Regions from separate parts of the Mus musculus genome. Here all the other regions are linked to region 1. A link is a contact called in public promoter capture Hi-C and targeted proximity ligation data. All regions are on one chromosome and are shown on one strand. The core of a region is the stretch at or near the end of the contact, and the rest is flanking DNA. Distances in the headings are between cores, read along the strand shown.

Region 1 (3,114 bases), core at 171-2,670:
CTGCCCATTTGCTATTCCCTCTACTTAGAACTCCTTTCCCCACCTCCCTCCTCCACTTTCCAAAGGGAATTTGTTCATCAACTTTAGCTCAGCATCAGTCTCCTAGGGCCATCGTCCTGAAGTCTGACTCCAGGATATTTATCCAGAAGCATCCTGCAGCTAGATTACCACTGAAATCTTTCCTGAAAAGAACATATATAACGTGTAGTTTTAAAAGACTAAGTACTAGTAATGTATTTCAGTAGACGTACCTTAAAAGGGGGGAAGAGGGTTATAATCCCAGCTCTCTGACGAACCAGCCTGGCTTACACAGAGAGTCCCTGGCCAGTCTGGGTTACTGATCCAGTAACTTTGTCAATCTTGCTTCAAAACAATAACAACAAAATCGAAGTCCAACTTCCAGTTTTGAGAATATGAACAGCATCTGCTGGTTCTCCACCTGTGTTAAAGACTAGACAAGGCTGAGCACAAGTGGATGTGGATGGCAGGGCCTAGCAAGACGCAGTGGCTAATCTCTAGTTCTGCTTGCTATCCAAGAATTCGCACCCATTTTGAAGCTGGGCCACAGCTACAAGATAGACACAGTTGGCTTGTCCCTCTGCAGTTTCCTGCACCTGTCACCTGCCATTCTGCAAGCATCAACTTCACTCCAAGGACAAACCCAAAGGTTACTGAGAAAGATAAAGGAGACCATTTTGAAACAGACACACGTAGGTCACTTCTTTACTTTTCTAATCCAGAGACGTCTCTTAATTTCAAGCATCACCAGGGGCTTTCTCAGAAACCTAAATGGTTTGGCCCCAGGATTGCCCTATAGACAGACGGCTGTTGTCCTGCTCTAAGGAGAAATGCGCCTTCTTAGCCTTTGTTTTTTCAACTGTTCTCAGAGCCATGTTTGCCTTAGCAAAAAGCCGGGGTTGCTTGAGTCAGAAGAACAGGGTAGACCCTAACCTCCTCGCCAATAGTTCCCCTACTCCTCCTCTGAGCTTCTCTCCACAGATTCTGAAGGAGGGAAAGCCGCTCTTTCCCAGTCCAACTTATATGTCGTTCGCCATTTACAGCGCCACGCTTCCATTTTCCTATTTGTAAGACGAAGTCGCTGTCTGGTGTATGTCACGACTAACAACACGCACTTTGCCTAGAGTTTAGGGATATCCTGTGAGAATTGAAAATCATCCTCATCGGTACCCTCTGTGCCCATCTGGGACCCAGATGCCTCTGCAGTACGGCTAGATCCAACTACGCCCGCCCCGGGCCACAGAAACAGCGCGCTTGTTGCCAGGCACCGCTCTTGCAGAAGCTCAGAGCCCCTTGCGTCGCCTCACACTCACACAGGCTCCTCCCCGCCCGCGCCCTGCGGGTTTGGGCAACACGCCCACAGGAAGAGGCGGGGCGGCGCGGCCCGCTGCGCTGATTGGCCAGCGCTCGCCTGACGCAGGATCCCGCTATAAGTGCGGCCCGCTGTCCCCTCCTGCGCCAGACGTTCTCGCCCAGAGTCGCCGCGGTTTCCTGCTTCAACAGTGCTTGAACGGAACCCGGTGCTCGACCCCTCCGACCCCCGCCGGCCGCTTCGAGCCTGAGCCCTTTGCAACTTCGTCGTTCCGCCGCTCCAGCGTCGCCACCGCGCCTCGCCCCGCCGCCACCATGACCACCGCGTCTCCCTCGCAAGTGCGCCAGAACTACCACCAGGACGCGGAGGCTGCCATCAACCGCCAGATCAACCTGGAGTTGTATGCCTCCTACGTCTATCTGTCTATGGTGAGTGCGGCCTCCTCAGGGCCACTTGGGGAGCCGGCGGAGGGTGGGTCGGGGCGTGGCCTGCTGCGGGCTTCCCCGCCTTCCAGCGCCCTTCTGGAAAATGGAGTTTGTTCGGGGTTCTTTCCTAAGGCAGGCAGCCCTGCCGTGGCAAGTCTGAGCACATAGCACCTTGTGGCTCCTGCATAGATCAGGCATGTCATTACACCACTTTTTTTTGAAGCCTTAGGGCAGTACGACTGTCAGCCTGGCCAATCAACCCTGCAGTTAGGTGCATTTTCTGCACGCTCGTCCCCTCCGATCACGTGGCCTACAAGCTTCTCTGTTTGGTTATGCATCCTGCTCCAGTTCCTCCTGGAGTATGGCGGGTCTGCTTGGTCATGGTGTCGAGTGGCAGCCTTGGGGCCTGGTGTAAAGAGGCTTATCTCTTGTGAGCTTACTCTTGTCCCCTTCAAAGCAGCCGCCTCCACCTCTCTGCTTATCACAGAGCCTCACTTGCATTGAAACTTATCGCTAGGAATCTCCCCTTCTGTAGTTATCAGTGTCACCCCGACCTTGCATTTACAAGGCATCATGTTACTGTATTTTTCTTATTTTGCATGAGTGTGGCTTACTAACAAGTGGTAGGTACATACTTGTTGGGAAAAGCCTGCTATCAATTGCTGGACAAGGAAGTTTTCCATGTAATAGTTTCTGAAAAACAGGTTTGGGGAAGGCCTGGACTTTGAAACAGGTCCAACTTCTGTGGCTGTCATTCCTGGAATATGAATACACTGAGTGCTTAAAACTGAAAATCAAAGCTTCTCCTAATATATTTGTGCTAAAATGCAATGCCCTCAATTGTTAACAGGGCATGATGCATTAATTTTATAAATCAGTGGTTGTTTGTAGAGCTGGAAGCCTTGTGACCTTGTGTTAGCTACTTTTTACATGATTGGTGAAGGAGGAGAAAAATGGCCTCCCAATGCAGGATACTCTAGCACCCTACCTCTTAGACAAGTAGATTTGGGCTTGGCTTAAATTTTTTTCTCTGCACTAATACCGAGCCGTAGAACACTTGATAAAGCCAAGTCCCAAGGTTTGCCTTCCCATCCTTACTGAACTTTTAAAAGGCCGAGTAGGATGGCTCACAGCCTTTGCATACAGCCATTGCGGTGCCTTGCAGTGGAGATCAGTAACATGTACCCTTTCCACTTTCAGTCTTGTTATTTTGACCGAGATGATGTGGCTCTGAAGAACTTTGCCAAATACTTTCTCCACCAATCTCATGAGGAGAGGGAGCATGCCGAGAAACTGATGAAGCTGCAGAACCAGCGAGGTGGCCGAATCTTCCTGCAGGATATAAAGGTAAGTAGATCC
Region 2 (3,114 bases), core at 292-2,791, 850 kb after region 1:
GCAACCCATACCTAAGGGTAGGCTCTCTGGAGCCCGCCTGCTGCTGAGGTCTTACCTTCCCATAGGCATCACTCTGGACCCATCATCTCAGACCAAGGACCTCTCAGTTTCAGCCCAAAGGGCTCCGTGCTCAGCTCAGCCCCAGCCCTCATCCATACTGGGAAGCAGTGGAAAGAGAAGGAGCTGGCTTGTTTGGGGCCCCGGTCTTAGCGGTCAGCAGACCTTTTCCTTTAGGACTTAAGCCTGATCTTGTGTCAGGCCTCTTAAGAGAGGCAGAGGTGGTGGCACTGATGGATAGGAAGAAGCAGAAGGCCTTGCCGTCGGCCTGAGTAGAAGGAGGCTGAGCTCCGAGAGCCAGTGCTTTGGAAACAGCTGGTCAAGAAAGGACAGCAAAAGCCCAGGCCTCTACTGGGCAAAACACATGCCAATTAACACCAGGGGACTTGGATGAAATGCCTGAAGATCCAGACAGAAAGAAGACACTTCAGAACTCCCCGAGTGCTCATAACCTCTGACCAGCTTTATGTCCCCATCCCTCTGCCTGGGCTCCCCTTCTGTAAGGCAGACCTAACTCCTTAGACCCTAAGTCTGTTTCTATACCATCTTCCTACCCTGAAATGTGAATGCCTGCCATGTACAGGGATTCCTGAGTCTCTGTGTATTGCCTGTTTCTGCTAGCTTGGCCTGTGCACTCTATCAAGTATCTGGCGACCTTGGGCCTTTGCTCCAGAACCCTAGTCCAGACTATGCAAGACTACTTCAGCACTTAGCAGCTCAGGAACTCAAAAGCCTTCTTGATCATTTGTGTCTCAAATTCATCCAAGAGGTTGAACCGAAGTCACTAAGAGTGAAGTCCCCTGGGTCTCCCTGGATTCTGTCTCTGGTCCTGGTGAACCCCACTCTGGGACTTAACATGGAAAATACTGATGCTGGCTGGTCCTCCCTCTCAAAGGAGTCGTTCCTTCCTTCCTGTGAGATGGTAAGAAGGTGGGAGAAGCGGGTGCTTCCTGCACCTATGGATGCGTGGGGAGCTCCTTCCTCAGACCTAGGCCCCAAGTCAGGCATGAGGTTCGTTCACCTCACTCCCAGGAGGCCTTTTATGATGAGAGCATCATCCGGCCCTTTAAGGGGTCCCTGCGTCACCTCAAGCCCCAAGCTGTTGTCACACCAGGATGGTCTTAGGTTAAAAGGCTCTACAAAGGTGGCCATGAGGAAACAGCTAGCAAGGGGCCAAGCAGACAGAACCCGGGTCCCCTAGCACGAGCTGTAGGAGGTGACAGAAGAGATCTACCTGAGAGAACTGCTGTCAGCAATCCAGCGATCCCAAGGAAGAGCCACATGTCTGGTGCTGTCTCCACTGCTACTCACGCCTGCCCATAGGAAGTGCCATCCTGGTTCCGGGAGACGGTTGTGCCACCGATGGCTTGTCTCACCCGTGGTGCCCTTTCTGTTCTTGTTCTCAGTGCCCTGTGTGCTGCGCACTCTCTCTCCTACACACAGGCCCAGCCTGTGAGTGTCTCACGCCTCTACCTTCTGCTTGTGGTTTTGGTCTCCAGGAAGCCAGGCTGTTGTAACAGGGGTGCTGTTACAGGGCTGTTGGGGTGGGGGAGCCAAGCTACCTTCCATAAGCCCACCAACCAAAGTGAACCCTAAGAATCACAGAGGCCATGTCCAATGAACGCATCCCTGAGGGTCTTCCAAGAAAGACAAAGAGGCTGTGCCTTCTTTCCTGGACACAAAGAGACAGCTCATTCCCAGAGATGCTCTAGTAACTGGTGCTAGAAGAGTGAATTAATGCGCCCCTGCTGCCCCTCCCACAGAATCCAGCTCTCATGGGGTTGCATTCCAAGGTTTGTGTTGTCCTTGGGAATGTGGTGACTAAGAGGCAGGAGGACAGAGTCTTGATGGACTCTTCTTTTGCGTGTGTGTATCGAGGGGTATGTCAGGTGTGCCGTGTGTAGTGTGTGTGCGTGTATGTGTATATATGTATGTGTGTGAATATGTGTGTGTGTGTGTTCATTCATGTGTGTGTATGTTTGTGAGAGAAAGTATGTGCATGTGTGTGCATGTGTGTGCAAGTGTGTGTGTGAGCATATGGTATGCGTAGTGTATATGCACATGTATGAATGTGTGTATCTATGTGTGTGTATATTTGTGCGTGTGTGTGTGTGTCTGTGTGTGTGTGTATGTAAGTTTGAAGCTGATGTCAGAGTAGTCTTCTTCAATTCAATTGTTCTCTGTTATTTATCGAGGTTGGGTCTCTCACTGTATCTAGAGCTCCTGATTCCACAAGTTTAGCTCGCCAGCTTACGCTGGAGGTCCCCATCTCTGCCTCCTAAGTGCTGGGATCTCAGGAGGCTGCCATACCTGCAGGGCTTTTGTGTAGGTCCTGACAGTCTGAGCTCTGCTTCTCATGCTTCTTTGGCAAACTACTGAACCATTTCCCCAGTCCTGGGGTGCACGTAGCAAGGGCCTAAGCTTTTCCAAAGGAAACCCCAAAGAATAGGGGGTCTCAGAGAAGGACTCCCCCCCACCTCCACGTGCCCCAACCCAGGTGGGAGTTGCACAGAGGTGCCAAAGAATCTGGATCCCATCTTTGAGGACTGCTCGCTGTTTGTGTCCTGGGCAAGAGGGCAAGCGGAGTTTCAGCAGATGGCTGTGCAGGGAGGCTGCTGGGGAAGGAAAAGATTCGGGAGGAAAGGGCTAGAGCGGGAAGGACCAGGCTGCCTAGGCGTGCTGAACCAGGCTAGAAAGTAGACTGTGCATTTAGCTCACCAATGAGCCCCCCCTCGTAACACATAGTAGGTGTTAAATAGGTTTTGTTGAGAGAATGTGGGAATGGATAATTTGTCTCTAAGCAGAACCCTAGAGTCTAGAAAGAGACTGGTTCCAGATTCCAGCCATGCCTCATACAACATTTTTTGGTACTCCACTTCCTCCATTCTAGCTTGTTTTCATTTCTCCACTTGTGTAATGGAGAGGATTTCTCCCACTAGTAGGAGTGTCCCACCAGCTGAGGGGGATATCTGATGTGGCAAATTGGGAAGCCATAGTGAATCAGGCTCCTCCCACAGTGAGACCCCGCCCATCTCAGAGGGAGAGAGGGACAGGACT
Region 3 (3,114 bases), core at 413-2,912, 850 kb before region 1:
GGCTTCCTTTTCTAGAGCAGTTCACAGACTCAGATGTCTTACTAGTGTGTCATATAAAGGAGGCAGTTCAACACTGAGATGAACAAACACCGGGCAGGGTCTGGAAGGGTGCTGGGTATTGGGCCCACTTTTGCTGTGGAGCTGGGACTGGCATACGACCATACTCACCAATTTGGAGGTTTTTCCCATCCCCAAAATTCAGGGATAGTTTTTGGATTGCTTCATTGTGGGGGCCCCTTTTTCTTTTCTAGAAGATGAGAGGGGCTGTAAATCTCAAATTCCCACTTAGGGCTTGGTCTGTAAAATGATCAGTCTCCACCTAGAGACCTATCCAGAGTCAATTTTCTAGTCAGAAGATGATTAGTGACTTTACTGTTTAGCAGGGACCGGATATTATAATAAAAGATTCTCCCAGCATCTGTTTCAAGATTTTTGAGCTTAATTTGGGGGAGGCAGAGAAAACACACAGATGCAGAGGGGTAGAGGGAGGGAATGTACACACAGGTCTCAAAGCCGAAATGGCTACATTTTATGGTATGTAGAGTCTACCTCAAGACCCACAAATACCAAAAGTCTACACCTGTAAAGCCAGCACTTGGAAGGCTGAGGCTTGAAGATGGTTTCAGGCTATGGAGGGCTCTCCAACAAGATGCCTGGCTTTTAGTATTGAATTCTTAGGGGGCAGGCTATATAAAAGGCGAATTAACAGACTTAAAAAAAATTCTCAAAACAAGTTGCTTAGTGCAAAATGAGGAAATTCAGCACTGCATCTTGCTCTAGAGTATTATTTGACCACAAAGCCAGTCAGACTGAAGGATACCGCGTCGGTGTGGACAGGAACTTGCTCCGATTTGGCATTATTCACCTGGCAAGCATAATTTACCTGCGTTGAACTCTGGGTCGTTTTCCAGGACAGTCACGGCTCCTTCCACAGCATCTACCGCGCTCCCTCCCGCCTTGAGGATTTTGTAGCCCTCGGTTGCCGCTCTGGCGATGCCCTCGCGCACCAGCTCTTTCCGGTTGGCTGAGATGTTGCTTGCTCCGCCACCATGGACTACCACCACGAGACTCACATCGATGGAGGCTAGGCATCAGGAAGAGGCGAGTGTCATTTTGTACCGGTCCAAGGGAACCAACTCAAGTGAGCAGCAGCGTCAAAGTTGTTTCCGTTCAGTGTCGTCCGTCCCCCCCCCCCCCCCCCCCCCGCTCAGTGAGAGTTTTGTTACAAAACCCCAAAGCGACCCAAGCCTCCCAGCATTCCTCCCCATGCTCTCCCACTCCGACCTGGCAGGGGCATCTGTGGCTCAGAAAGCCTGGTGTCAAGACTCCGAGCCTGCGCTTGTGCCACAGCGCTACCCCTCAGCCTCAGTTTCCCCAGAGAACACCAGCCTCTATTTCGGCGCCAGTACTGAGGTCGCATGTATCAGAGCTCCAGCCCTCCTCCCAGGAATCTCTCTGTGCCTCAGTTTCCCGGGGTCCGTGCTCTCTGTTCCAGTTCACTCCACCTAGGGTCCGGGGTACCCTGAGGACTGGACTTCCCCACGTCCTTCGGACCTGAGCTCCTCGTCTCTGGTAAATCCTACATTTTTGTTCTTGTTTCTTTTCCCATACCTCGGACTGGCGGCGCCACGGTGCCGCGGGCGCACGCCATGATGTCAAACTGGCCAAGCCACCAGGCAGCAAACCGCTCCGCCTGCAACCGCTCTGCAGGCAACGGTTCCGCGCTTGCGCACGAGGGTGGGGGCCCGGGGCGCTGCTGAGTTACCGTAAAGCCCCGGGGTCCCTAGCGCTGCGCACCAGCCTTCCGGGACTCCAGATCTAGAATAACATTGCTTTTCTACTTCCCTAGTAGCACGCGGGACCCTTTGTCTCCTTTGCCTTGAAATTATCGCATGCTCTTAAGTCTTGCTAGTTAGAATGCTACATTAAAACCTTTTCCCTTTAAGTTCCCCATCTTAATCTTTCGGAAGAGAAGAAAATAAAGTATACCTCTGCCTCTAATTTGACAGATTCTGTTCATTAGACACTCTGAGAGCCCAGAAATCCCAGCTCCTCTCCTCCTCTAAGTCTAGGGATGCCAGCTCTAAATCCTTTCATCTCTCAGTGCCCTCTTTTTGTTGACATTTCTTCTTTCCTTGCTTCCAGCAGTTGTGGCGGCAGGGGTAGAAGACCAAACACTTCGTATTCACCAAAGGGATCCTAGAGTCTAGTTTTGTTCTGATAGTCAAAGAGGGAGAACAGATGCCAGTGACATCTACAGGTTTCTGTAGCAGTGACACCTAGGAAGAATGCCCTGCTTTATTATGTAAAGCAATTTTACTTGAATTATGAGTTTGTTTTTTTCTCACAACCTTTGTTTTCTAATTTTAAATTTACTGAAGCAATATTTTATTTTCGTTATCAATCGCTTTGTACTGTTTATTGGCTAGATGAGTTGGTGTCAAAGATAGACTTTCATTTTGCAAGTCCTTCTCTCTTTAAGGTGGGGCAACCCAGGCTCATATGTTAATGAAAAGGGCTGACCTTGTGTAAGACTTCCCAACCATTACTTCTGTAGACCTCAATAAACCTCAATAAAGATGGCTTCAAATGGTCAGGACCCGGTGGGTAAGTGCCAATTTTCCTAATATTTTTTCTTGTTTCCATCTTACCACCAACTAGAGAAAAGTTGTATCTGATTCCCCTAACCATCACAAAGGGCCATCTTTTCTAGTTAGTCTATCCCTAGCTTCCCTAGGCCAAGAGCATCCAAACAGGACACAGCCTGTTTCCCCATAGAGCCCTTTCCTACCCGTTTGCCTGCTTCTGAGTCTCTACCAAAACCAGTGGCTGGTTGGTTCCTTTGCATTAGCAAGGTTTGAGTAGATTTGTCTTGTCCTCATTGGGGTGGGTTTCATTTATTGTGTTTATTTGCTACATAATTAGAGATTTCTGCTTGAAGAAAGATCATATGCAAAAGAGATGTTGGAGAAGGGACCAGCCTTTGATTCTGGAAACCAGAGCATCAGGTCTGGTATTACCCAGTCTTGGTTGCCTGTCCACCTCCTTCCACAGTATTCTATGCTTTCCCACTAGTGATATCTTCACCCCTTTCTCTTTCTTCGAGAGACTTTA
Region 4 (3,114 bases), core at 364-2,863, 710 kb after region 1:
CTCTCCCAACCATGGAGAAATGGTGTCAAGCAGGCTTTCTGGAAGCGGCTGTCAACAGTCCTCACTCTGACTTTGAGTTCTTACAAAATGAAGTATTTGCAAAACAAACAGCATTGAACCCCTATCATGTTGGGTGGCCCCCAAAGGTAGCACCTCAAGCAAGTCACCTGCAGGCACAGCTGTCGTCTGTCCTGATTCCTTTTGTAGTAGCTGTGCTAGAGGTAGGGGAGAGTGTGTGTGTGCAGGGCCTGGGTTGTGTCTCCAGCACAGCATAACACTGTGCACTTGCCAGGTAGAGGTGAGAGCTTACTCTTGACTACTTTGAGAGTTCTAGGACAGCACAGGGGACTTGAGACCTGAGTACCCAGGGACCCCATGAGGTAGTAAAGGGGAGGGAGTTCTGACCAATGGGGACAATGATGATCATTTTAGATCTAGAATATGAAATAGAAAAAGTGGGAGATCTTGATGAAATTCGATGACCCAAAAGAGAAACTTACAAGATGGAAGTCCCCCCTCAAAAATAAATAAATAAATAAATAAATAAAATTGCAACTCTGTTGACTGATTAGAACTTCTTGATTGTGGAAAGCTGGGATGTTACAGGGTCCAATTAACTGATAATTATTGTTATTCTCCTTAATAAATGTTGCTCACTTCTGTGCCTTACCTCATATCAATGTGATTATCGGGTAAACCTTTTGGGATGCACTAACTCAGCAGACCCCAAAGCTAAAATGTAATCAAATAGCACCTCAGACCCAAACAGAGATTTTCCCTAATTTCTCATTACCCACTGGCCTGATGGTCCCAGCAATGTATTTGTAAAATGCCTTGGGGTAGCCTTATTCTGTTACTGTACAGACTTCACAAAAGCACTTTTACATTGGAACATGTTATTTAAGGCAACCTGAACCTGTGTCCCATGTCATGGTCACTCTTTCTTGGCTCTCTCCTTCTCTTTGAGGTGAGATCCATTTTGGGTGGACAGAAGTCAGAGTCAAGTGAAGGTGGAGGCCTCTGACACTGAGCCTGGTATCACTTAGGGCCTTTGGACTTCTCGTTGTATGACCCAGCAATTACCATTTTGAAGAGGCCAATTTGTGCTGGTCTCTGCCACTAGCAACAAAAGTTCTAATGTATAACAAAGGGTGGCAGGGTTTTCTTAGGCTGGAAGCTAATCTAACCACTGCAGCCAAAGTGGAATGGCGTTCACCTCTCAGGGCTGGTTTGTTTCCATCCCTTCCTGAGGCTTGTCACTCTGGGCGAGTGAGGATGGATCAAGTCTGACGCTTACACACTCATCTACAGACGAGTAAGAGCAATCTACGGTCCTGACAAAGGGTGATTTTTTAGGAAAGCTCAGAGCTGTTAGCAGTGTCTGAAGGGGACTCAGGACCGCAGCCATTCTAGTCCTGAGGCCAAACTATAAAAAGGAGTGTGCGCAGCAGGCCGGGGATACCGTGGTGCAATAAGAGCCCATCTGGAGCCTCCCTTTGGAAGTTCCACGCTTGTCTCAGGATATTCAGAGCAAACGAAGGGACGCCTGCAAGTCTGCGCAGGCGTACTCGCAATGGGCGGAGTCCTACGGCGGGGGCGGGGCTAGGGGTGGTGCCTTCCCCCGCGCGGGCGGGGCCGAGTGGCCTTCCGCGGGTGTGGCGCCTGAAGCCACCAGCGTCTGAGTGCAGGTATCGTGGCCACCCCTAGGCCTACAAGGCAGGACACTCGGGGCGCGGCGGAGGGGCAGTGCGGCTCGTTCTCAGCTGGACGCGGGAGTAAGTCACATCCGGTAGAGGCGGGGCTCGTGGATCCCGGAAGTGCGGGCAGCGGCTGATTGCCCGCGGTAGCGGCGGCCCCGGTAGGTGAGCGCCGCTGGGGAAGGTCTCGGGCGGCGGCGGGCAGCGGCCTACCGTGCCGGGGGCGTTGCCGGCGAACTCAGAGATGGGTTTCCTGGCCGAAGCCGGCGATTGGGCGCGATGGGCGCGTGACTCCCCGCGGGCCTGCGCCCCTGCAGTGGGGTGGGAGGGATGGACGGTGGGAGGCTGTCCTCGCCGGTCGCCTCAGCCCCGCCCCCTCCCACCTATCCGCTAACGCCACGCAACCCTTCACCCTCTGTAGGAGTACCTTGTGGCCTTTGTGTCATTAAGAGCCTCTTTGCCCCTTGTACGGATTGGGAAACTGAGGCCTGTGTGTATTCTGACTTGCCCCTGCGATATAGTGGAGTTAGAGGGACTCTGGCCTTTGTCTTGCTGGCCTGTATCATTCCCCAGGTTAGCAATAGGTAAGGGTTCTTCCCCTTTCTTCTGGACCCCGACTTGAACTGTCCAGCATGGCTGAGCCATCCTTACTTCTGGGCCTTCCAGGTGTATGGTCCCAGCATGTGCCTGGTTCTGCTTTGTTTCTCCCCTCACAGCCGTTTAGGGGTGTTCTTTCACTTTTTTTTGGTGGGCCAAGACATTCCCAGAGATGTGTTTGAGTTACTGGTAGAGTGGACTATCATCAGGGTCACATTTCTTGAGTCCAGCCTATACCTTGTCAATCAGATTTGGGCTAGCCACCTTGAGCCAAGAAACTTCACGGATACCAGGGCTCCTTCATCGCTCCCTGCATATTTTCCAGGTGTCTCTACCAATAGCGTGCCACTCCACATTCAGTGACTGTCAGTCCTGCAGCTAGAAATGGTGGTGATAGAGGGACTTAGAAGGGAAAGACTCTTCTTTGCTTGGGGCCCAGGGAGGGCCCTGATCTGGGGATTGTGGAACTGAGGGCTGCTGGGTGAAATGGTGGACTCTGAAATGAGTCTTTGTTCTTGGCAGTCATAGTGCCCAGAAAAAAAAAAAAGCCTTTTTCGTAAGATTGTCTTGGAAATCTGGCCCAGTGCCTTTGTAATTTCCATTAAGTAGAAAACATGATGGAGTGCTTCAGTGGGGCTGTTTTCTGTTGCTGTTTTGCCAAGCAGTAGTTCTGATTGCTTGTGTGGCTGTCCTTGCTGGGTACTGTTTTGGGGGTGTTTTACACTGGTTACTGGATATAGAGAACACCTCTGAGTGACTGGTGACCCGTTTACAGAATTGGCTACTATCAACCAATGAGTGGCTGTTAGATTTTTTTTTT
Region 5 (3,114 bases), core at 223-2,722, 590 kb after region 1:
ATCTTGCTATGTAGCCCAAGCTCATCTTAACTTCTTGATCCTCCTGCCCTGATCCTCAGGGTAAACCCTGAGAGCCTGTTCTACAGGAATTTACCCACACCTGACAAATACACAACTCTAACCAAGAATATTTAGGGTTACTACAGAGCAGTGACAGCCTGGTCACATAATAGTAGTAATGGTAGTAAATAAAACCCTTATATATTTCATGCAACACTCTAGGAACTGTTTCAATCACAGATGTTATTAAAATCTTATAATAACCTCATAAGGTAGAAAATCAATTCTTATTTCCCTCAATTCCTAGATGAGAAAACTGAGGCTCAGCAAAGGTAACTAATTAGACCAAGATTCCACAGCTGGTAGGTGGCAGAGTGGTATTCTAAGAGGCACTATACAACCAGCCTATTTCATAATTTATAGAGTGCTATCTAAGTAGGTGAGAAATATGTCCTCATAGAAATGGACAGTGTCACATACAGAAGGAGTTGAGAAGACAAAGTACTCTCCTAGAGGAACTTTATAAAGGTTATGACAGAAACACTGAGGCAGCAAGTGAGGGGAGCATATTTATAACTTTACTTGATCCCTGGACTTGAAAAGCAGCCATTTTAGTGCATATAACCCTCATTTTGCAAAGGTTCTGAGGGGTCCGGAACCCGTCCACCTTCCGCGGTGGAAAAGCCCCGTGGTTTTCTTTTCTTTTCTTTCTCTCTCTCTCTCTCTCTCTCTCTCTCTCTCTCTCTTTAAATATATGAATGTAACTTCTCTGGGCTTGAGTTTTCACACAATATCTCTCTAGGTACCAGCGCCATGATAATCTTGTTAACCAAGAGAATTTACTTTAATCCTCATAACAATCTGCAAGGTAGGAAAGAATTATCCCCTGGCTATAGGCAAGGACGCATAAATAGAGTCATTTCCTCCAGCTCGCAAATGAGTAGAGTCAAACGCACCACTTGGTAAGGCTCTACCAAGGGCATCCGTTAGGCAGAAACGCCCCTCGCTCTGGCTACGCGGTCGAGCACCCTCCAGTTTAACACGGTTTTCCTCACCAGTCCCAATCCGCTCACAGACCGAAAGGCCTCGGCAAAAGACTCATAGCAAAAGCAATAGCAACACAAAATTCTGACTTCCAGCCACTCTATGATCCCCAGCATCTACACGCACCTCAAGGAACCGACGTCGGTTGTCATGGGAACACTCGCTCGGCTTCCGGAAGCTGGCTTTAAATTCCGGAAGTAGATTGCTAATTGCCCGCCATGTTAGGGTCTTTGCTTTCTCAGGCTCTCCCTGTGACCGGTTCTTCTATCTTGCCTCGCTGAGGGCCGACCCTAGCGTGAGGTTGTTAACCCCAGCATTTCACCTGTCTCTGGACGGGGTCTGTGGTTAGAGACAAGGCTGATAGGACGCAGCGCTCCTAGGAATCGGACCGCTCAGGAACGCGCCCCTTAGCTTGCAAACCCCATTTCCCAGACGCCCCAGCTCACCCCCGGAAGTGGCCGAGCCTATAAAAATCTCACTTAGCGCCCTCTGTAGCGGATGCCGTGGTCTGCAGACTTGCTGGAAAGTCAGTTCTCCGAGGTTCAAGAGGAGCCTAGGGAGTGGCAGCTCTCGCTGACCGGCGGGTCCCAGAGACCTGCCCCCAAGGTGTCCCACTGTGTGGCTAAGGGTGGGATAGAACCCGGGCTGGGAGAGCCGGGTTATGGGTTCCAGTGGTGGTTCCGCCGCTTCCTTGCTTCGCTCTGTCTTACCTCGGCGTTCAGCCTATTTTTCCTCGTAAGAATTGGACACTTTTCCGTGCCCCTTCCATACCGCAGGTGGTGTTCGTAGAGGCTCTCACGCTTTTCAAAAGGCGTCTCATCTAAGACTTGCTAGAACCAACCTGACTAAAGGAGTCACCGTCATACCCCCCTTGCACCTGGAGTAAATCTGACTGTCCGAAGGACGAAGGACCGGTCTGTGAGCACTTGTGCTAAGGTGGACTTTATTCACACTCCTGAGTGGAATATTATTTGTCACTCACTCCTGAGTCCTGCCGTTTGGAGGGGCTGCCTTTGGAAATGAGTTCTGGGAACTGAACACAGGAACTGGGTGCCTGTACCAGGCTTGCCATTTGCCTGACCGAGTTACTCTTCTTTGGATCCCGGCGCTGCAGTACTTTTGAATTGTAAGATGCAGGTTTATAGGATTTGCACTCTAAATCTGGTCCCCAGAATTCTTAGTGTCCCTCCGTCTTTGAGGAGGAAACAACTAACTCTGCCCTTTGGTCTTTTTGTTTGTAGCTCTAACTTCTAAAAGTAACTGTGTTTGGAGTACAGCCTTTTCCTGAGAGTAATGGAAGGTTCACTTCTTAACCCAGGGACTGATTCTGTTTTAGCTCAGCCTATGAGAATCCTTTAGCCAGTGAATTGAGGAAAACATTAAATAGAGGTTCGGTACACTTCTTAAATCAAGGTAGATAAACTACACCCCATACATCTAACCCTGAGTGGCTTTTACATATTTAAACTATTGGGGCAGAGGGATCATATTGTGTGAAATGTGAAAATCATGTAAAACTTAGACATCAGTGTCTGTGGTGTTAACGAGGCACAGCCATGCTCATTTGTTGAGATACCCTTCCTGGCTACTCTTATATTACACCAGCCAAGAATGAATATAGTTGTGACAGAGGCTTCAAGCCCAAACAGCCTAAAGAGTCTGTGGACTCCCTCCTTGAGCATGGGGCTCAGCCAAGCAAGGACAGGAGACCCGGCAGTGGTGAGCATGTCTGGTGTCTTAGTACAAACTGCTCTCTCAGTGCAAGTGAGAGCGTAGTCTCAGCCTTTGCCTGCGTTCTTTTCCTTGCTTTTGCTATTTTAGGAAAAGAGAGGGCTTATTTGTGAACTGTAGACAGCAATGTAACTAACTTTCCGGCCTTCTGTCAGAAAAGTGTCCCATCTGTTCTAAGCCTGTGGCAAAGTGCTAGTCCAGGACTTGTAACTGGAGTGATGCGGGTTGGTTTGGAATGTTTTGCCTTTCCTTTTCATCAAATGTGTCTGTATGTGAATGTTATGTGTATGCAGGTTCCTGTGAAGGCCAGAAGTAGGTATTTGGTCCCTTGGAGCTGTG
Region 6 (3,114 bases), core at 261-2,760, 540 kb after region 1:
TTGTTTACAAGCCTCTTCCCCGAGGCTCGAGGAAGAGTTGAATGTATGGTTAATGTTCTAGAACATGGGGGTTGGCATTGCCGAAGGGACTGGTTGGTTTCTGTTTTGAACAACTTGCAACACTAACCAGCATACTCTAAGAAGTCCAGTAGCCACTGAGAATAAGAGAGCAGAGCAACCAGCTGGTCATGGTGCCTCATGACTGTAATCCACGCACTTGAGAGGCTAGATCAGAACTACTATGAAGCTGAGGAGTTTTAGTACCTAAAAAACAGGGTAGCAAGGAAGGAGGAGGGAACACTGAACAACTTAAAAGAGTGTTAACAAAACTACAGCATTGCAGAAACACCGACACACTTAAAACACCCTCCTCTGGCCTTCATGGGCACCTACACACATAGTATGCATAAACTCACAAAGGCAGATAAACACATGTACATACTTTTTTAGTCTAAAAAAAAGAATAAGAAAAGAAAATGCGATTGCCTAGCAGGCAAGGCTCTGGGTTTGGTGCTTAGCACAAACAACAAAATTGTCATATGTGATATAAAGAATATTACATAGTATTAAGGAGTTAGCAGTAAAGTATAATAATCATAAATATATGTGGATCTAATAGAGCACTCAAATATATGGAAGAGACACTTGACAGAACTGGTGGGGGAACACAACAGATTTTAATGCCACATTTTAATAAGGAATAGAATATATAGATGTCGGAATCAATACTAGACAACCAGAACAATACTAATTTAAGAATATTTAACTGAGATATACAGGCATTCCACACAAGAGATCATACATTCCTCTCAAATGTACAGATAATTATGCCCAGGAGATCACAAGTTGTCAAAAAACATGTCTTGATAAGTTTAAGATAAACCATACCAACTAGCTTTCAACACTACTGGAATAAAAACGGAAAATTCTCAAACATTTAAAACCAAGATGAGACAGGAGAATTACGAATTTGAGGCCAGCCTGAGTAACAAATTAAAACCGGCTTTTAAAAGGGAGACGGGGGAAGAAGCTCAAGAAAAGCTAGGAGGCTTTCGGGGGAGGTTCGGTAACTGTTCCTGGTATGCGTTGAGTCTCACACGGTGACTGGCCACCTAACCACATATTACCCAGTATTCTCACTCGAGCACACCGTGGGCTCAGGAAAGAATGGAAAATTCCCTGCATGATCGGCTCCAGCCTGCGCCTCGCCTTGAGGGGACCATTCCCTGGTCTGTGGGGTAGGTGAACTCTCCCTACAGTCTCCACGGCACAGAGGAGGACGAAACAGTCTTAGCTGCAGCCCGCCCCGAACCCGGCTCTCTCACCCGCGCCAGCGTCGGGATCAAGGTGACCACCGCCATCTCTCTCTTATAGCACAGTAAGCTGGCAACCGGGCCACTTCCGGGAATTCCGGGCGGTCGATCTGAGGACTTCAGCGGAGGTGGACCCCAAGCCGGAAGGCGCAACCGAGCGTATGGCGGAAGTAGCGGTGCGTGTGACGCCGCCGGTGGGGGGGGGGCGGGACCTGGGGCGGAGAGCGGTTCGCGCGCTTCGGGCCTAGTCGGGACTCTCCGCGGCCGCCGCCATATTCCCGGTAACGGGGGCGCGCGGCCCGGGGCCGGCGGGGCCGGAAGGAGGGCGGGGGCCGGCGCCGCGGAAGGGAGGGGGTCGGTTGGGGTGGCGGCGGCGGAAGACAGCGGGTGGAGGGAAGCGCGGGCCTCTGAGGGAGGGGCTGAGGTCCTGGAGCTGTGGGAGGGAGCAGGGCAGGCCTAGCCTAGGGCGAGGACAGGGCCCCGTTGGTGTGGAGGCGGCGGGAGCTTCCGGGCCCGCGGGGGCTCCGGCTTGGGACGCCCCCTGGGCCTAGCAGGTGCGACGGGCTGAGCTTGCGGCGTTCGCCGCGGTGGTTCACAGCGCGGCCTGAGGGCCCTCTCAGGAGTCGAGGCCCGGACTTGGCGGTGGCGCCATAGGCAACTACGGGCGCCGACTCGGAGCACCTCGGGTCGGGCCCGCGGGTGATGGGCAGCGAGCTCCGCGAGCCCGAGCGGCCTGGGAGAGCTGGGGGCGGCGCGAGGCTGGGGGCGGGGCAGAGCGGGTGGGGCCAGGCTCCCGGCCGCCGGGATGCTGCGTCTTGGGAGACTAGAGCTTGTTGACCCTTGCCCTCCTCCCAGCCTGGGACCCTTGTGCCTTAAAATTTTTTACCCTTTTCTGAATACCGTAGTGGCATCTTTCTTACTTTGTCGGTTCTCCGGGCTCGAGAGCGTATTTCCGGAGCCATGTCAGAAGGAGTGGATTTGATTGATATATACGCTGATGAAGAGTTCAATCAGGTGAGAGGAATTAGCAGCAGTTTTGGGGTTTCTTCCATCAATCTACTGGCAGTGGTTTCTCTCTCAGCTCAAAATAATTCCCTGTAATATCGAAGCGTTTCCCCCTAGCGGTGGCTTTGAAGACGACTGACCATTCCTCTTTAGGTTAATTTGAACCTCCAGGCTTCAATTTTAAAGGGCTTGCTTTAAGAGCAAATAAAAACCCAAGTGTAATAGTATGGTGAATCAGCCTGTGGAATTCTTTCCCCAAGTCATTTCAAAGTTGAATGACTAACCATAATTAAAAATGAAAATTACATTTGTTGTAGTACTGCGGAGATAATTTCGATGCTTGTTACTTTGCTGTTCTCTCAACTTGTGGCTCGAGCATGTTGGTCCCTCCCCCTGCTTGGTCCCCTCCCAATGGTGTACCATGAAATTACTTTAAAAGCCACAGTATACCAACTGCTTTAAAGGTGGAATTCCAGTGCCACTCCAAGTGTTTCAGTCTTTTTAAATAGCTTGACTGTCCTTTTTGAGAAGTCTCTGGGCATCCATTCGTATGGATGGAAGGAAGAAAGGTAAAAACCATTGAATAAACTAGTTTAAAGGCAAGTCAAGGACTCAGTCATCCTAGTTTGAATGTGTGTTTTAACATTTAAGTATCCCGTAAGATAGTAATCTGTGAGGTTGAGTTCTTCAATCTTGAGGTCAAAACTCAACAGAAAGTTTCTATTTAAAATTTTTATCTTACCTGGGTTCTTTTTAGTACTGTTATTGTTGAGCTAGCTGGTTCTTGTCATTGGTG
Region 7 (3,114 bases), core at 417-2,916, 520 kb after region 1:
TAGCCCCCTTTAAGCCACAGGAGGGGAGACCCTTTGCCCCAGTGTTCAGCTCCAAGTCGAGTCTATGGCGATATGCAGTAGTCTCGTCTCATGCTGTATGACTTCAGAAGCACGCAAACTAGAGTGACCACTCACCATGAGAGCTTCATGACCACTGACGACCCAGGGGCCAATCTCAGGCCTATGGCCGATCTCATCATAGCTGCACAGCAAAGGATAAGGCTGCAGGGTTCAGAGTCCGTCTGGCAATCCCAATTGGCAAGCTGAATCCAGAACAAGAAAATTCTGTGTACAACCTTAACTGTCCTGTGGCCTGCGTAGCTACTGCAAAGGCAGACCTCCCACCCAAGGCTGGCTTCTGTCTTGCTGCTGCCTTTGGGGGTCAGTGGCTGAGGCCCACGGATGAGGTCTTGCAGGCCTTTTACTCAGCTGTCCTTCTCCAGTGCTCCCTGGGGTGTGAGCTGTAACTCATTCATTGATTTTTCTGTGTCTGGTACTGAGTCTAGCACACTGCTTGGGAATCAATGAAATAAGGCGCAGAGGCAAACAGTGGGAGCCTCAAGGAAAGAGTAAGCACATTCTTCTCCATCCCCAGCGTCTAGTGAAAACCATTACAGTCTATCCTCCCAATTACATTTCTGAGCATCACTCATCCTGTTTCTGCTTGGACAGGAGGCGCAGTATCTAATTCACTAGCCACTAAAACCTCCCACAGCATGACTCTGCTGAGAGATGGTTTGCATCAAGGGTCAGGGACCGTGGGTCTGGCTCAAAAGAAGGCTAGCCTTAGGCTCTCCAGCCTCAGGACCAATGCTGGCTTTTCTGCCACAGCCTTGGAGCAGGAGCTGTGATGGGGTGAAAGCCAAACTGGGGACCCTGGGGTGAGGTCCCTATGTACTTCCTGATAACACTCGACCAACCTCCTTCCCCACTCTGAGAAAAACAGCCAGCCGGTGACAGGACAACCCTGTAAGATTCAGTTTTGTCTCTGTTATTCAGGAGAGGAGGAAACACTCAAAGCAAGACGGGAATACTAATCCTTCCCTCCTGCTCCCCTCTTCCTAAGCCCAAAGGAAGTCTGAGCTCAGACTGTCAGGGAGAGCTTGGCTGCCTGTGTCCTACTTGGAGGGCTTAAGTAATTAAGTCTGCAGTGGCTGAGGCTGTGGCCATCTCTCTGTGAAAATCAACTCCCCAGGCTACTCATTATAGTTTGAATATAAAATGTCCCCCACAGGCTCATATACTGGGGGGACACCATTGCCAGATGATGGGTTTGGGGGGCTCCTGAGGACTCTGACTTCATTCCTTGTGGAGTTATTATATGATGGCATTAATTGGAGGTAGTGAAAAAAGGTGGGGCCTAGTAGGAGGAAAAAGGTCCTGGGGACATAACCAGGATGCATCTTGTTCCTTCCTGCTTCCCTCTACTGCCTGGCCGTTATGAGATGAGGTGTTGGCCCTCCGTAGCCTTTTGCTCAGGTGCTCTGCTTCCACAGCCCTGAAGTAACAGAATCAGCCAGCTGTGGGCTGTACCTTTTGAAAACATGAGCTAAAACAAACCTTGCCTCCTTTTTAATAGTGCCAGGCATCACTTGACAAGAAGTGACTAACACAGTTAGTCCTACAGGGAGCCACTGGAGGGCAGCTACACTGAGTCATCACCAGTCAGTAGCCTTCCCACAGACCGCAGATGAAGAGGAGAAAGGAGCTTATAAGCCATGCTGCAGTGTGGTAGCTCCGGGGCCGTTGCTTCCTTTCAGACCCTAGTCCTATCACTTCCTGCCTGTGACTCTGAGCAAACAACCCACCCTACCAACCTGTTATTTCCTACCAACCGGGGGAAATGGAAAACAAGGATTAAATAAGATCCACATAGGACTCTTAGCAATCTGGTGCACGGTCAGACTTAATCATTTACTATGGATGGCTACCACTGTGTCACTAGGGTGCCAAGTACCACGGTGAGCACTTCCCCTGCATTCATTCCTTTAGTCCTTACCCCCTGCACAAGGTTAGGGGGTTCAGGTTTCACATCTACAGAAGAGAAGAAGCTGGAGAAGAAATGTGGTCACAGTGACAGTTCTAGGACTCTAAGCACGAGTTCCCAAAGAACTGCTCTCAGCTTTATAGATCTGTCACGGGGATTGAACGCAAGATTTCATGCGCACTAAGGCAAATGCTCAACCACTGAGCCACACCCTTCTCTCTCCCTCCCCCAACATCTGCTCCTAACAGCTTGGTTCTTTTCCCTGTGTGTTCCAGGGTACTACAATAGGCACCTTTTTTTTTTAGGTTTAAAACAAATTTTGGTGTGTGTGTGTGTGTGTGTGTGTGTACGCGTGCGCACTCATGTGCACACCTGTGCAGGTACTCTCTAACATCAGATGAGAAAGTCAGATGCCCTGGAGCTGCCTGATGAGTGCTGGAAGCTGAACTTAGGTCCTCAGCAATTACTCTTAACTACTAAGCCATCTTTCTTTGTTGTTGTTGTTTTTGTTTTTTTTAGACAGGGTTTCTCGGTATAGCCCTGGCTGTCCCAGAACTCTGTAGACCAAGCTGGCCTTGAACTCAGAAATCTGTCTGCCTTTGCCTCCCAAGTGCTCTGAGCCATCTTTCTTGATCCAGATTTTTATTACATTTAATTATGGGTCTGAGTGGGGTATGTGTGTGAGCGCAGATGCACACTGAAGCTAGAGGTTGGCCTCCTCTGGAGCTGAGTTACAGGAAATTGTGATCTATACAACATAGGTGCTGGAAACCAAACACAAGAGCAGTAGGCACTGAGCCATCTCTCCAACCTTATTAAATACTAACAAGCTGCGTGTGGAGCACAGCCTTGTATTTTGTGAGTGCTATAGTATGCATAGGAGGTCAGAGGACCACTTGGAGGAGTCAGGTCTCTCTTTCCACCCTGTGGATCCTAGAGATTGACCTCAGGTTCCAAGGCTTGGTGGAAAACACCTTTAGCAGCTGAGCCATCCCACCCGCTTTGTAGCACACACTTGTAGTCTCAGCCTGTGGGAGGTAAAGGCGGGAGGATCAGGGGTTTAAGTTATATCAAGCTCAAGGCCACCCTGGGCTACCTGAGACCACATTTAAAACAAACAAACAAAC

Evidence for each region. Promoter capture Hi-C pulls out the DNA fragments that hold promoters and counts their contacts.
Region 2: a contact with region 1 is called in a promoter capture Hi-C map of neutrophils, with 3 times the contacts expected there.
Region 3: a targeted proximity ligation map of pro-B cells shows a contact between it and region 1, with 3 times the contacts expected there. A contact is called at or near these places in 7 of 39 promoter capture datasets (the 3T3-L1 cell line, the C10 cell line, cranial neural crest and 3 more), 1 of 484 Hi-C or Micro-C datasets (cardiomyocytes), 6 of 130 datasets of targeted methods (the 230-238 cell line, astrocytes, bone marrow-derived dendritic cells and 3 more) and 3 of 9 other capture datasets (adipose tissue, embryonic stem cells and liver).
Region 4: a promoter capture Hi-C map of pre-B cells shows a contact between it and region 1, with 2.7 times the contacts expected there. A contact is called at or near these places in 3 of 39 promoter capture datasets (cranial neural crest, neutrophils and pre-B cells) and 1 of 130 datasets of targeted methods (pancreatic cancer cells).
Region 5: a promoter capture Hi-C map of erythroid cells shows a contact between it and region 1, with 2.0 times the contacts expected there. A contact is called at or near these places in 3 of 39 promoter capture datasets (cranial neural crest, erythroid cells and pre-B cells) and 1 of 130 datasets of targeted methods (pancreatic cancer cells).
Region 6: a targeted proximity ligation map of effector CD8 T cells shows a contact between it and region 1, with 10 read pairs. A contact is called at or near these places in 2 of 484 Hi-C or Micro-C datasets (embryonic stem cells and uterus) and 3 of 130 datasets of targeted methods (effector CD8 T cells, memory CD8 T cells and pancreatic cancer cells).
Region 7: a contact with region 1 is called in a targeted proximity ligation map of pancreatic cancer cells. A contact is called at or near these places in 1 of 39 promoter capture datasets (cranial neural crest), 2 of 484 Hi-C or Micro-C datasets (B cells and cardiomyocytes), 1 of 130 datasets of targeted methods (pancreatic cancer cells) and 1 of 9 other capture datasets (embryonic stem cells).

The regions. Positions count from the first base shown.
Region 1 is chr19:9,981,226-9,984,339 of GRCm38.p6, forward strand. Fth1 (ferritin heavy polypeptide 1) reads left to right here and starts at 1,421. Exons shown (of 4, transcript NM_010239.2): 1 at 1,421-1,758; 2 at 2,956-3,102. The coding sequence starts at 1,645.
Region 2 is chr19:10,828,517-10,831,630 of GRCm38.p6, forward strand. It overlaps Cd6 (CD6 antigen), which reads right to left and starts at 1,542. Exons shown (of 13, transcript NM_009852.3): 1 at 1,292-1,542. The coding sequence starts at 1,340.
Region 3 is chr19:9,133,904-9,137,017 of GRCm38.p6, forward strand. It overlaps Asrgl1 (asparaginase like 1), which reads right to left and starts at 1,663. Exons shown (of 7, transcript NM_025610.3): 1 at 1,612-1,663; 2 at 884-1,084. The coding sequence starts at 1,651.
Region 4 is chr19:10,687,122-10,690,235 of GRCm38.p6, forward strand. It overlaps Vps37c (vacuolar protein sorting 37C), which reads left to right and starts at 1,614. Exons shown (of 5, transcript NM_181403.3): 1 at 1,614-1,858.
Region 5 is chr19:10,575,914-10,579,027 of GRCm38.p6, forward strand. It overlaps Tmem138 (transmembrane protein 138), which reads right to left and starts at 1,473. Exons shown (of 5, transcript NM_028411.4): 1 at 1,171-1,473. Cyb561a3 (cytochrome b561 family, member A3) reads left to right here and starts at 1,244. Exons shown (of 8, transcript NM_201351.2): 1 at 1,244-2,170; 2 at 3,069-3,114.
Region 6 is chr19:10,523,734-10,526,847 of GRCm38.p6, forward strand. Cpsf7 (cleavage and polyadenylation specific factor 7) reads left to right here and starts at 1,511. Exons shown (of 10, transcript NM_172302.3): 1 at 1,511-1,594; 2 at 2,219-2,327. The coding sequence starts at 2,274. Sdhaf2 (succinate dehydrogenase complex assembly factor 2) reads right to left here and starts at 1,476. Exons shown (of 4, transcript NM_025333.4): 1 at 1,326-1,476. The coding sequence starts at 1,361.
Region 7 is chr19:10,496,050-10,499,163 of GRCm38.p6, forward strand. No RefSeq gene overlaps it. Among named protein-coding and RNA genes, the nearest start is that of Ppp1r32, 15 kb to the left of the region's middle.